Linked DNA regions of Sus scrofa: region 2 is linked to region 1. A link is a contact called in public Hi-C data. All regions are on one chromosome and are shown on one strand. The core of a region is the stretch at or near the end of the contact, and the rest is flanking DNA. Distances in the headings are between cores, read along the strand shown.

Region 1 (5,426 bases), core at 1,691-4,190:
CGGAAGAAACAGGAGGCGGTGGGACGTGGGGTGGATGGCGACTCTGGTCCTGGCCTCGGCAGCCAAATCCCACACGGACCGTCTCCCCAGGGCCAGGCCCAGCCCTCCCAAGCCGGGGGCTTCAAGTCTGAGTCCCTGTCAAAGGTCTTTCATCAAGGAAAAAAAAAAGGAGTTCCTGTGGTGGCACAGCGGAAACGAATCCGACTAGGAACCATGAGGTTGCGGGTTCAACCCCTGGCCTCGCTCAGTGGGTTAAGGATCCGGAGTTGCTGTGAGCTGTGGTGTGGGTCGCAGACGAGGCTCAGATCCTGCGTTGCTGTGGCTGTGGCATAGGCTACACTTCCGATTGGACACCTAGCCTGGGAACCTCCATAGGCCATGGGTGCGGCCCTAAAGAGACAAAAAATAAAGGTCTTTAATCGGCCCCTCCCTTGGCCACTGCGAGCTGGGCTGAGTAATCAGGAGCTCCTGCCCTGGACTCTGGGTCTCAGGCAAGTGAAGTCAAGGTGAGGGGTGGGCACTCACTGGGAGGCAGGGCTGTGGCGTCCTTCTATTTTCTTGAGGGCCGCACCCACAGCATACGGAGGTTCCCAGGCTAGGGGTCGAGTTGGAGCTACAGTCACCGGCCTACACAGCAAGGCCAGGGATCGAACCTGCAACCTCACGTTCCTAGTTGGATTCGTTAACCACTGAGCCATGATGGGAACTCCTTGAGGAGTGAATTAATTACAGGTGAGGCAAAGCATGAGCTGCTGGCCCCACCTCGCCCCCAGCCCTGGGAGGCAGAGACACTGAAGGCCTCCCACCCACCTGTGGCTCATTCCTCCCCCAGCACAGCTGGGAGGGGAGGTGGCCACAGTCCCTGTCCCCCAACCCTGGGCCAGCTCCACTTTGGAGCCTCGGCCACGTGCAGCCACTACAACAAATGGCTCTTCGATTCAGAGGCTCAATGGGCTTTCAGGTATCACCTAACCCAGGGTTCTCAGTCTTTGGGGGATTTAAACAAGCGATGGACTTGTACCCAAGTAACATACACATTTGCACACTCGCTACACACACACACACACACACACACACACACGCAACTGTGCAGGCAGTTTCAGAATACGCATGGACCACAGGTTAAGACCCAACTCTAAGCCAATGTCTCTTCTGCTGTGTCTCTGATGAGGAAACTCAGAGGCCAGCTTGCTGCGGTCTCATCCGAGTGCTTCCCCAACGCTTGCAGCTCTCCTTCGGGCACATGGCAGGAACACTCGGCCAGGTGCCTGGTGTCGCCTCCGGTGGAAGCCCTGAAGAGCCCGTGCGCTATTTAGTAGGGTCCCTTCCCCCAGCCTGCTGACCAGAAACATCCAGATGGTGCATGCTCCCAGCTGACCCAGGATGGACACGCACTCCGAGTGGGAAACAGTCCCATGCTGTTCCAAGCCACTTAGAATGTGGGGCTGTGTTACCGCAGCCTAGAACGAGCTGGCACGCTCTGCTTCCTGTCCCTTTTTCCCATGGCGGGTCCCTCCCAGCAGGAACGCACTGCCTCCAGCCCCTCGCTCCCTCAACCATCTGCCTTTTGGGTCTCACCCGACATGCCGGTGTCTTAGTGGTGCCTGCCCCCGCCCCCCATCACCACGTCAGGTGACGATACCTCATCGAACAGATGACACTGTCCTGTAATCACTGGTCTTCCTCCTCTCCAGCCCGTGGGCTCTGTGAGGTTGGGGACCAAGCATGTCTGACTTATTCACCACTGTGTCCATAAAACTCAGATAAATGTTTGTTGACTGACTGCCTGACTGACTAATGGGATGGATACATGGATAAATGGAAAGGTGGATGGACAGAGGGATGGGTGGAATGATGGACAGATGGTGAACAGACTGGTGGATAAATGGGTGGGCAGGGAGTGGACAGCAGGGGGAATGAAGCGTCAGTATACCTATTCTGTTCACTGAGAACATTTCACACACAGTGAACTTCAAAGAACTAGTCAGCCTTGACGCCCTCTCTTCCCTGCGCCGTATTTGACGAGGGCCCTAGAAGCAGTCTGGGCAGATCTTTCCCGAACACCTCTTGTGCTAAGTGTTGAGGATTTTACATGCAATCTTGCTGATCTTTGCAACACCCAGGGAGACAGGTATCACGGGTCCAGTTTACAGATCAATCTTAAGCCCAGAGAGGGGATCCCAGCTGTCCAAGGCTGCACAGCCTGCTCTCTCCCTACAGCCTGTCTTCCCTACCGCTGGGTTCCCAGGAACTGGGCTGGGAAATCTGAAAGCATCATGCGGGTGGAGGGGTGGGGCCTCCTGGTGCCAGTTCCGATCACCAGGAGGCCCCACCCCTCGAACCAGAGGGTGGGCCAGAACTTTCCTCCAGAAGAGGGGGGTGACCTTCGGTGTGGCCACTGCCCCCTCACAGACATGTCCCCTGTCGAAGCCAGAGAGGCTGTGACAAGCGTGGGCCGTCCAGCTCCTTCCTCTAGTTTCTAATCTAGTTCAGAAGGACAGAGGCCATGGGGGCAGGGGGACCTCTAGAACCCCAGGCATCTCTCAGTGGCTTCCCAGGAAAGGGAGAGGGGAGCGGGCCCGGGGACAGAGTGGGTTTCTGCAGTGTCACTACCCTGACGTGTGATGGCTGAGCCTGGATGACCCGGGCCCACGGGACTCAGGGCCTGGCTCCAAGTCCTGGGGGTCACTTGAGGGAGCCTGGGCAAGAGAGCCCCTGGAAGTGGGCAGGCCTGCCCAGGCGGCAGGACTTCTCCTGGTGATAAATCTTTCGAATACTCAAAGGGCCTCGTTCCAGGCAAATTCCGCCTAATTTCCTCTTCGAAAGTTGCCAAGTTCTCCCTCATTGTTGTATTGTCTCGAGAGGTGAGAAAAACAGCTGAGGGTGCCCCGTGGGTGACTGTTCCCAGGTTCTCCTTCCCGCCCAGCTTCTTAGGGAAAAAACAGCACGTGCTTTACAGGCCGGAAAGGTCTTTCTCTCCGGCTTCCAGTAAGAAGGGAACCCGCCCTGTCCCTGCCCCGCCGCCCCCACCCCCGCCAGCGTTTGGGGTAAACAGTTGCCTGGCCTCCCCAGGGCTTCTGGGAACGGCAAGGAGAGCGGGCCTCAGAAGTCACTGCAGGAAGTGGCCGCAGCAGCGCCTCCGGGGAAAGGAGGGAGCCCTTGATCTCGACCCGCCCGGACCCTTGTTTTACAAGCAGTGGACTCCGTCCACCTCTTACGAAGAGGGGGAAACCCACGTAGGAGGCAGAGATCCCTGGAAGAGGACCCGCCACCGAACGCGCGGCTCTTAATCCCGCTGGGCAGCCCCCACCCGCGCGGGCTGGCAAGGAGCACCCCGGTGCTTCTGCCACACGTTTCTGCACTTGCGGCGCTACTCCTCAGAGCCAAGGGCCAGCAGAAAGGGCATTCAGGGAAGAAAGAAGATACACAGGTCCTTTCTGCACCCAGGGCTCTAAAAACACGGCATTAGGGAGCTCACACCGAAATACACAAAGCATCGAGACACACACCCACTGGACCCAGGCTGGAGGGCTGGCGCCGTTGTCTGGCGACGGGACCTGCTGGCGTGTTGCTCGGTGTCTCGGGCAAGAGAGGGGGCACGACTGCCCGAGAGCATTTCTTAACCTGCTGGTGATGCAGGCAGGTTAGCTCCCCGGGGGTCTGGGGGAAGAATGGACTCAAACTCTCACCAGGCAGCTGGGAGAGGGGCGGGGGCGGGGGGACAGGAGAGGAGAGAGGGGAGAACTGAGTCAGGAAACACAGAGGAACGCGCTCGGGTGGAGAGAGGCCTGGAAAGACGGCAGAGAAAACAAACTACAGGACAGGAGACGGGCCGCGCGTCTCAGGAGACGGAGAGAGGGCAGAGGGGAGGGGTGGAGAGAGCGCGGCAGGGAGAGACACGCAAAGAGACTCACGTGGGGACGGGGAAGCTGAGAGAGACAGAGAGGCCGGGCAGATCCCCGCGCCCCGACAGCACCCTACGGCCAGCACAGCCACACCAGGCGCAGCAGGACGGAACCCACTCAGGGATGCTGGAGTCCTACAGCCGCCCCTGTATCCTGAGGCTATTTCCCGTTGGGGGGTGGGGTGGGAGGCGGTGTCCGGAGCTTAGGGTCAAAGCGAACAGCCCTGGGGTCACATCCTGTGTGTGATGGAAACGCTCTCTACCTGCACTGGCCACAACCGTAGCCACTGTCTACACCTGGCTACTGAACACTCGGAACAGGGCCAGGGGACCGAGAAACTGCCCTCTTGAGTCAATAAATTTGAATGCAAACAACCCTACGTGGCTCTTGGCTGCAGCACAGTTCAAGGCACCCTCATCCTCTACTGATGGAGAAGGTGGGGGGCAGCTCCATCAGCCTTGCCCTCCGAGCACACCTGGCTGCCTCTGTCCTCACCCTCCGCGCCTCCCCTCCAAGGGAGGACGGCTCTGGGGCCTGTCACGTGAATCAGGACAAGCCAGCTGACCATCATCACAGCGCTTAAGGGGCGCCCTGCCTGGCACCTGAGGGCACCACCCTGGGCCCCATGCGCCCCCAGGCCCCCCCATAACCATGCGGACCTCCCAGCCCACAGCCCATCTCTCGGATGATTTGGAACCTGCTTATATAACAAGAAGGCCACACGCCGCCCATGAATCACAGGAGGGAGGAGGGTGACAACAAGAAGGAAGCAAGGTAAAGTGGTGACAGTGTCAGCGAGGGAGAGACCGAGGGGCAGGGGCAGAGGCAGAGCTGCACCCACCTGGGCCTCCCTGGGCGACGGGCAAAGGCTGCGTCTGCTTCTCACCCGGCTCCGAGTCCCGCTCTGAATCCCAGGAGCCGCCAGCCTCCTCCTCCTCCCCCTCCTCCTGCGATCCTGCTCCAGCCTCTGGCTCCACGGGAGCAGGGGGCAGCGAGGGGGGGCCTGGAGCAGCTGCAGGCCTAGCCGCCCATCAGCACGGCAGGGGGAGCTCTGACTCGAGGCCAGGCAAGTCAGCAGCGCCGGCCCGCGGCCACGGCCTGCATTAAAGGGACATTCTGGTGCTGACCAGTGACCTACATCCTCCAAGCCTCACTGCCCTCCCCGGGGCAGGTGATGCCCAGACCTTCCTCGGGGGTACAGTGACCCTCCAGCGCCAGAAGCCGCTGCTGGTGGAGCGATTGCTGCACCCAGGGAGCTGTTCCACTCACAGATCCAGCGCCCCACAACCAGGGCGATCCCCCTGCGGTCCCCTCTACCCCTCAGGAGTTTTCAATGGCTCCCCATGGCCCTCAGAAAACTGCTGTGGCTTCTTCACTCAGCTGATAGGACCTGCATGATCTGGCTCCGGACACACCTGCAGGGACCCGCCCCCGCGTCCCCCTCTCTTCCAGGGCAGGGCACACAACACTGCCTCCCCCACATTCATGCTGTGCACCCCCTTGCCCTGCTCCCTGCTCCCG
Region 2 (4,761 bases), core at 1,161-3,660, 150 kb after region 1:
GAGCTGGCTTCCCCCAACCATGGGCTGGAGCACAGCCTCGGCTTCTCCCAGGGGAGCACCGAGAGAGCCCGCCTGTCCTTCCCAGGGAGGTCACGGTGCCTCTCAACCATTTTCTTCCCCCTCCCCCCATCTCCCCTTCATCTTGAGGGGTGGCAGAAAGAAGAAGAAAGCCCCCCCACTACCACCACCACTGCCCAGCCAGGAAAAATCCTGAAGCCAGCTATGGAGGCTGTCGACCCAGGCAGGGAACTACTGGGGACACAGTTCATCCCCGGGTCTGAAACACTGCGTGCTGGCGAATTTTCCGAGGCTCTCCTTCCATCAAATGAAAAGCCGAATGCCAAGGCCTGTGGCTCAGGATGGGCTTCAGAACATGCACGAGCCCGAAACCGGGACTGGACCGCTTCATGGCAACCAGCGAGCCTTCCCGAGAGAGCGGTCTTTGCAGACTGCACCAACGTGCCCACAGGAAAGAAAAATAGGTGTTCTGAGCACGTCGGACTCAAAATTCAGAATAAAAGTCCTCGTGTGCTTCAATGCTCTCGGGAGGGGGGGAGCTGTTTCGAGGAGTATGCTTTCTTCGGCTAACTTTTCCCCCCTCCCCATTCCTTGGAGCATGTGTCACGGCCTGTGACACACTGCCAAGGGAACATGGATGCCGGGGAAATGTCTGCACACGCTACACGTTTGTGACATGCCATGTAAGCGACACCCTGTTTCCTGGCTGGGTTTTCTTGGCACAGGTGTGGGCAGGCGTTGGATTCGCCTCCCCCCCACCCCCTGCCCCACTGTGCTTAGTAAACAGGATCACGGTCGCCCGAGGGGGGAGTGTGCATCCTGGAGAAGACCTGCCACCCCTCCGAGGAGGACAGGACCCCCTCGGCAAGGCTTGGGCCCAAGCAGAGCTGGTGCTTTCAACTGTCCTTGTTTCAAAACACAAAGCATCCTGTTCAGGCTCCTGCCCGCCACCCTCCCCCGCTGCGACCCCACCACAGCCCAGCTCTCCACCTTGCAGATTTTCTGTTTCAGAAACAGATCAATGACTTCTGTCCCTCTCCTCCGGCTGACCCAATCCCAGCCATATACTTAAAAACAATAGCAATAACAACACAAAACCGCCAGCAACAAAACACACGTATACAACACTTCACAGACAATGCAAGACCTGAGCCCCACAGGCCAGCTTCCGCACAGAGAACTTGACCGCCCTGGCCCTCCATGGGGAGGAGACAGCGCAGGACCCCTGCCCCCTCCCCCCCCCATGGGCGAATGAAATTTTTTTCGGAAAGGGAAGCACCCAGTTTTGCCTGCCAGCCCGGGCAGGAAAAAGACGGGTAGAGCAAAGAAAGGAACTGGCTTCTGGAAATTCTTTGGGTTTTGGGGTTTTGAGGTTGTTGGGTTTTTTCCTCTTTTTTTTTTTTTTTTTTTTTGAGTTGTTTTGTTTTCCCCTCGGGCGCAGATCCAGATGGGCTTTCAGAAAGGGAACCCCCACCACCCTCAGGGCCCTGCTTCGGATCTGTCCCAAGGTCCCATCCGTAATTAACACAAGCGCTGGGCCCGGAGGTCCCCAAATGTTCAGCCTGGGGTGGGCCAGATCGTCTCCAGAATTAGAAGGGTCTCCCCGAGCCCGCCGGCTGGGCAGAACTTCGGATTCCACAATCCAGCCCGGAACCCAGGCCCGGAGGGGGGCGCCCGGTTCTCCCCGCCTCTCCCCCCACGGCGACCCCCGGCGCCCCGCAGGCCCCGGGCTCCAGGTGCAGCGGCAGGCTGGGGGCAGCCGGTGGGAGGGGGCGCCTCCCGGGCCCCGAGGGGAGGTGCGGGGGTGCAGGCGCGCCGCCGCGCAGAGCGACTCACCGTGGCGGACGCCAGGCTGTTGTCGGCCAGCGTTAGGTGGTGCGGCTCCCAGCGCCTCAGGAATTTCGAGGTGAGGATCTTGCTGAGAAAGGTCCGCGGGTGCCGGATGACACAGACCTGGATGTCGCCCTCCTGCAGCAGTTTGTACCTCATCCCGTTGCACAGCAGAAGGGCCCGGCGGCAGGGCACGGCGCCCATCTTCGTGCCCTCGGGGGCCGGCACGTCGCCCCCCAGCAGCGGCTTGGTCTCCTCAATCTGCCGAGGATCGCCGCCGCCCGAGCTGCTGGTCAGATCCATGGCCTGCCGGGCCGGGGAGGGGGCCGGGGGCGGGGAGACGGGCTGTCCCGGGCGGTCGGCGGCCCGCACCCCCCCACCCCCCAGGAAGGTGGGGGGGTGTGGGGCTGGGGGCGCCCCGCAGGGGAGGGGCCCGGGCGGGCGGGCGGGCAGCCGGCGCTCGGTCCTTCCTGCGGGGCTCCTCCGGCTTCCTCCTAGCTCGTCGGGTGCATGCTCGCGGCGGCCGGACCGGCTCGGCGGACGGGCGGGCGGGGACGCGGGGCAGCGCCGGGGGGCCGGGGGGGCCGAGGGGGGCCGGGGGCCCGGCGGCGGCGGCGGCGGCGGCGGCGAGCGGGGGCCGCGCGGGCGGGCGTGTCTCGGCCCCGCCGCCCGCTCGTGTGTACAGTACGTGTGTCTGGGCGGCCGTCCGCGGGCGAGTGTGCGGCGGGGGCCGCGGGGGCCGGCTCAGTTGAGAGATTGCAGAAGCCGCTCGGCGCCCGCGCGATTGGTCCCCGCGGGGTCATGTGCCCGCCCCTCTGACGTCAATGGCGGCAACGGCGGCGGCCGCCGCGGCTTCGGCCTCTAGCAGGCGGAGTCCGCCGCCGGGCGGGGACGCGAGGGGCCGAGGCGCGGCCCGACGAGAGGGGGCGGCCCCCGGGGAGGGGGCTGGGGCGGGCGAGCCCCGGCAGGCACCGAACCGCCCTGCCCGGAACCTGGGGAGTGGGCGGGGGCCGCGGGGGCGGGGCGCGTGACGTCACGCCCAGCCGCGCCCCCGCCGGTGCCCAGGCGGGTGCCGAGCCCCGCGGCCCGCGGGCCGGACGGATCCAGGGACTCGCCGCGGCCGGCCGGGATTCGAAAGGCCAGCGTCCCGAAACCTGTCCACGCGGATGGCGGAGGTGCGGCCAGGTGCAACCCCGAGGGACCCGGCCGGGAGGGAGGGGTGTGGGCAGGACGGCTTGACCTCTGCACCCACTCCCCCTTCAGCTCAGGCTGTTCACCTGACTGGCCAGATGGCGCCACAAGACAGAGATGTTTCCTCGAATTGAAAATGTCCCATCAGTTATCCAGATAATGAGCCACACTGCCCTGGCTCAGCCTGTGGGACTCTGCAGGCTTCCTGATCATTTACAGATGTCCTCCTGCCCTTGGCCCTTGGGGTCCTGAAGCCACCCAGGGTGGAGGGGACAGGCTCCCCAGCACCCCTCCTGCCTTCTGCTGCTGGATTCTGATTAGTTCCTAATAGGAACCTAGCGGGGGGGAAAAAAATCCCTCCCCAGAGGTACCCGCTCCCCACCCACCTGCACCCCGGCAACTCCAGCTTCTTTACCTCTGCCCGCAGGCCAGGACCAGGTCATTCATTTCTGTACCCCCAGGCCCTGTGCAGAAGTGTAAGAGAATCATATTGGAAGCACCTTTGGGGACTGATGCATGGTGTCACTGGGGAACTCCAGCTGTGAAACAAAAAATGTTGCCTTTCTGCCATCAGGAATGGCACCTGAAGCCACCCAGCCAGGTCTCAGCTCCCAGGTGGGGCTTTAGCGCAGCCAGCACACGTCTGCAGTTCATACCATTCAAGCCCCCAGATCTGTGCCTTTCTGTTAAGTGAAGGTGCCTCTACAGTGGACATGTGAGAGTGTGAGCATGCGTTCACTTGCATCGTGAGTGCTGAAGTTAGTCCATGGCAGCCCTACAGTGGCGATTGTGTAGACACATGAGGGCTCCCCAGAAGTCTCTCTCCTGAGCCTGGCCCCAGTTGGTTCCCCAGTGGAAGGCAGGCCCAGCATACATCCCTCACCAGATAAGACTCACCTCCAGTCTGCCCAGGAGATGGGCAGAGCTCTTGTCTCCTCCTGAGCACTGGGGGGGCACCATTAGGTGAGAAAATGGTGAATTTGCTGACTCCCTACAACCTGCTGGTGAATTCTGTTCTTTAAGTTCTGAATCTCAATGGCTTGGGAAAAAAACCATCAAGCAAGAAGGAGTCAAGTCCGGGAGTTCCCATTCTGGCGCAGCAGAAATGAATCCAACTAGTAACCCTGAGGTTGCAGGTTCGAGCCCTAGCCTCTCTCAGTGGGTTAAGGATCCGGCATTGCCATGAGTTGTGGTGTAGGTCACAGACACAGCTCAGATCCTATGTTGCTGTGGCTGTGGCGTGGGTTGACAGCTACAGCTCCCATTCAACCCCTAGCCTGAGAACTTCCATATTCCTTGCATGGGTCCCTAAAAAGCAAAAAAGAAAAAAGAAAGAGTCAAGCCCGAGCCCCCACCTCGTGACACAGATGTGGCTGTGGGGGGTTGTCATCAAGACCCCCAGGCCACGCCATTAAGGAGTTCAGTCAGTTGTTCAAACCTTTATCGGGCTCCTGCTGTTGGCCAGTTGCACTTCCCAGCCTTGTAAGTACTCCCTGTGTGCTGAGTGGTGCACACACGCACACACTTCTTTTCCTTCTCACAACAACCTTGTGACACAGGTGCCATCATCCTCCTCTCTTGCAGGTGAGCGTGTAGAGAGGCTGCCAGGCTCGCTTAGCTGGTCAGGATTGAGCCCAGGTACAGAGCTCAGAGTCTAAGACACTGTAAAGACAATGACCATGCTGTGTTTGGGACTGCAGGAACAGAGAGCATGTGCCTACC

What was found. Hi-C and Micro-C count contacts between places; a contact is called where the count stands out from the background.
Region 2: a contact with region 1 is called in a Hi-C map of retroperitoneal adipose tissue, with 1.8 times the contacts expected there. The contact joins the promoter of CMIP here to the enhancer-like site in region 1. A contact is called at or near these places in 5 of 47 Hi-C or Micro-C datasets (heart right ventricle, liver, retroperitoneal adipose tissue and 2 more) and 1 of 2 datasets of contacts at active chromatin or transcription factors (skeletal muscle).

What each region holds. Positions count from the first base shown.
Region 1 is chr6:6,733,776-6,739,201 of Sscrofa11.1, forward strand. The region is part of intron 2 of CMIP (C-Maf-inducing protein); the gene reads right to left. Among named protein-coding and RNA genes, the nearest start is that of PLCG2, 130 kb to the left of the region's middle. Within about 2 kb of position 2,941, at least 14 of the 83 cell types and tissues checked have an H3K27ac peak or open chromatin away from gene starts, as enhancers often do. A contact at or near this core is called in liver, retroperitoneal adipose tissue, skeletal muscle and 1 more, where this site is marked.
Region 2 is chr6:6,879,464-6,884,224 of Sscrofa11.1, forward strand. CMIP (C-Maf-inducing protein) reads right to left here and starts at 2,411. Exons shown (of 21, transcript XM_021093761.1): 1 at 1,855-2,411. The coding sequence starts at 2,151.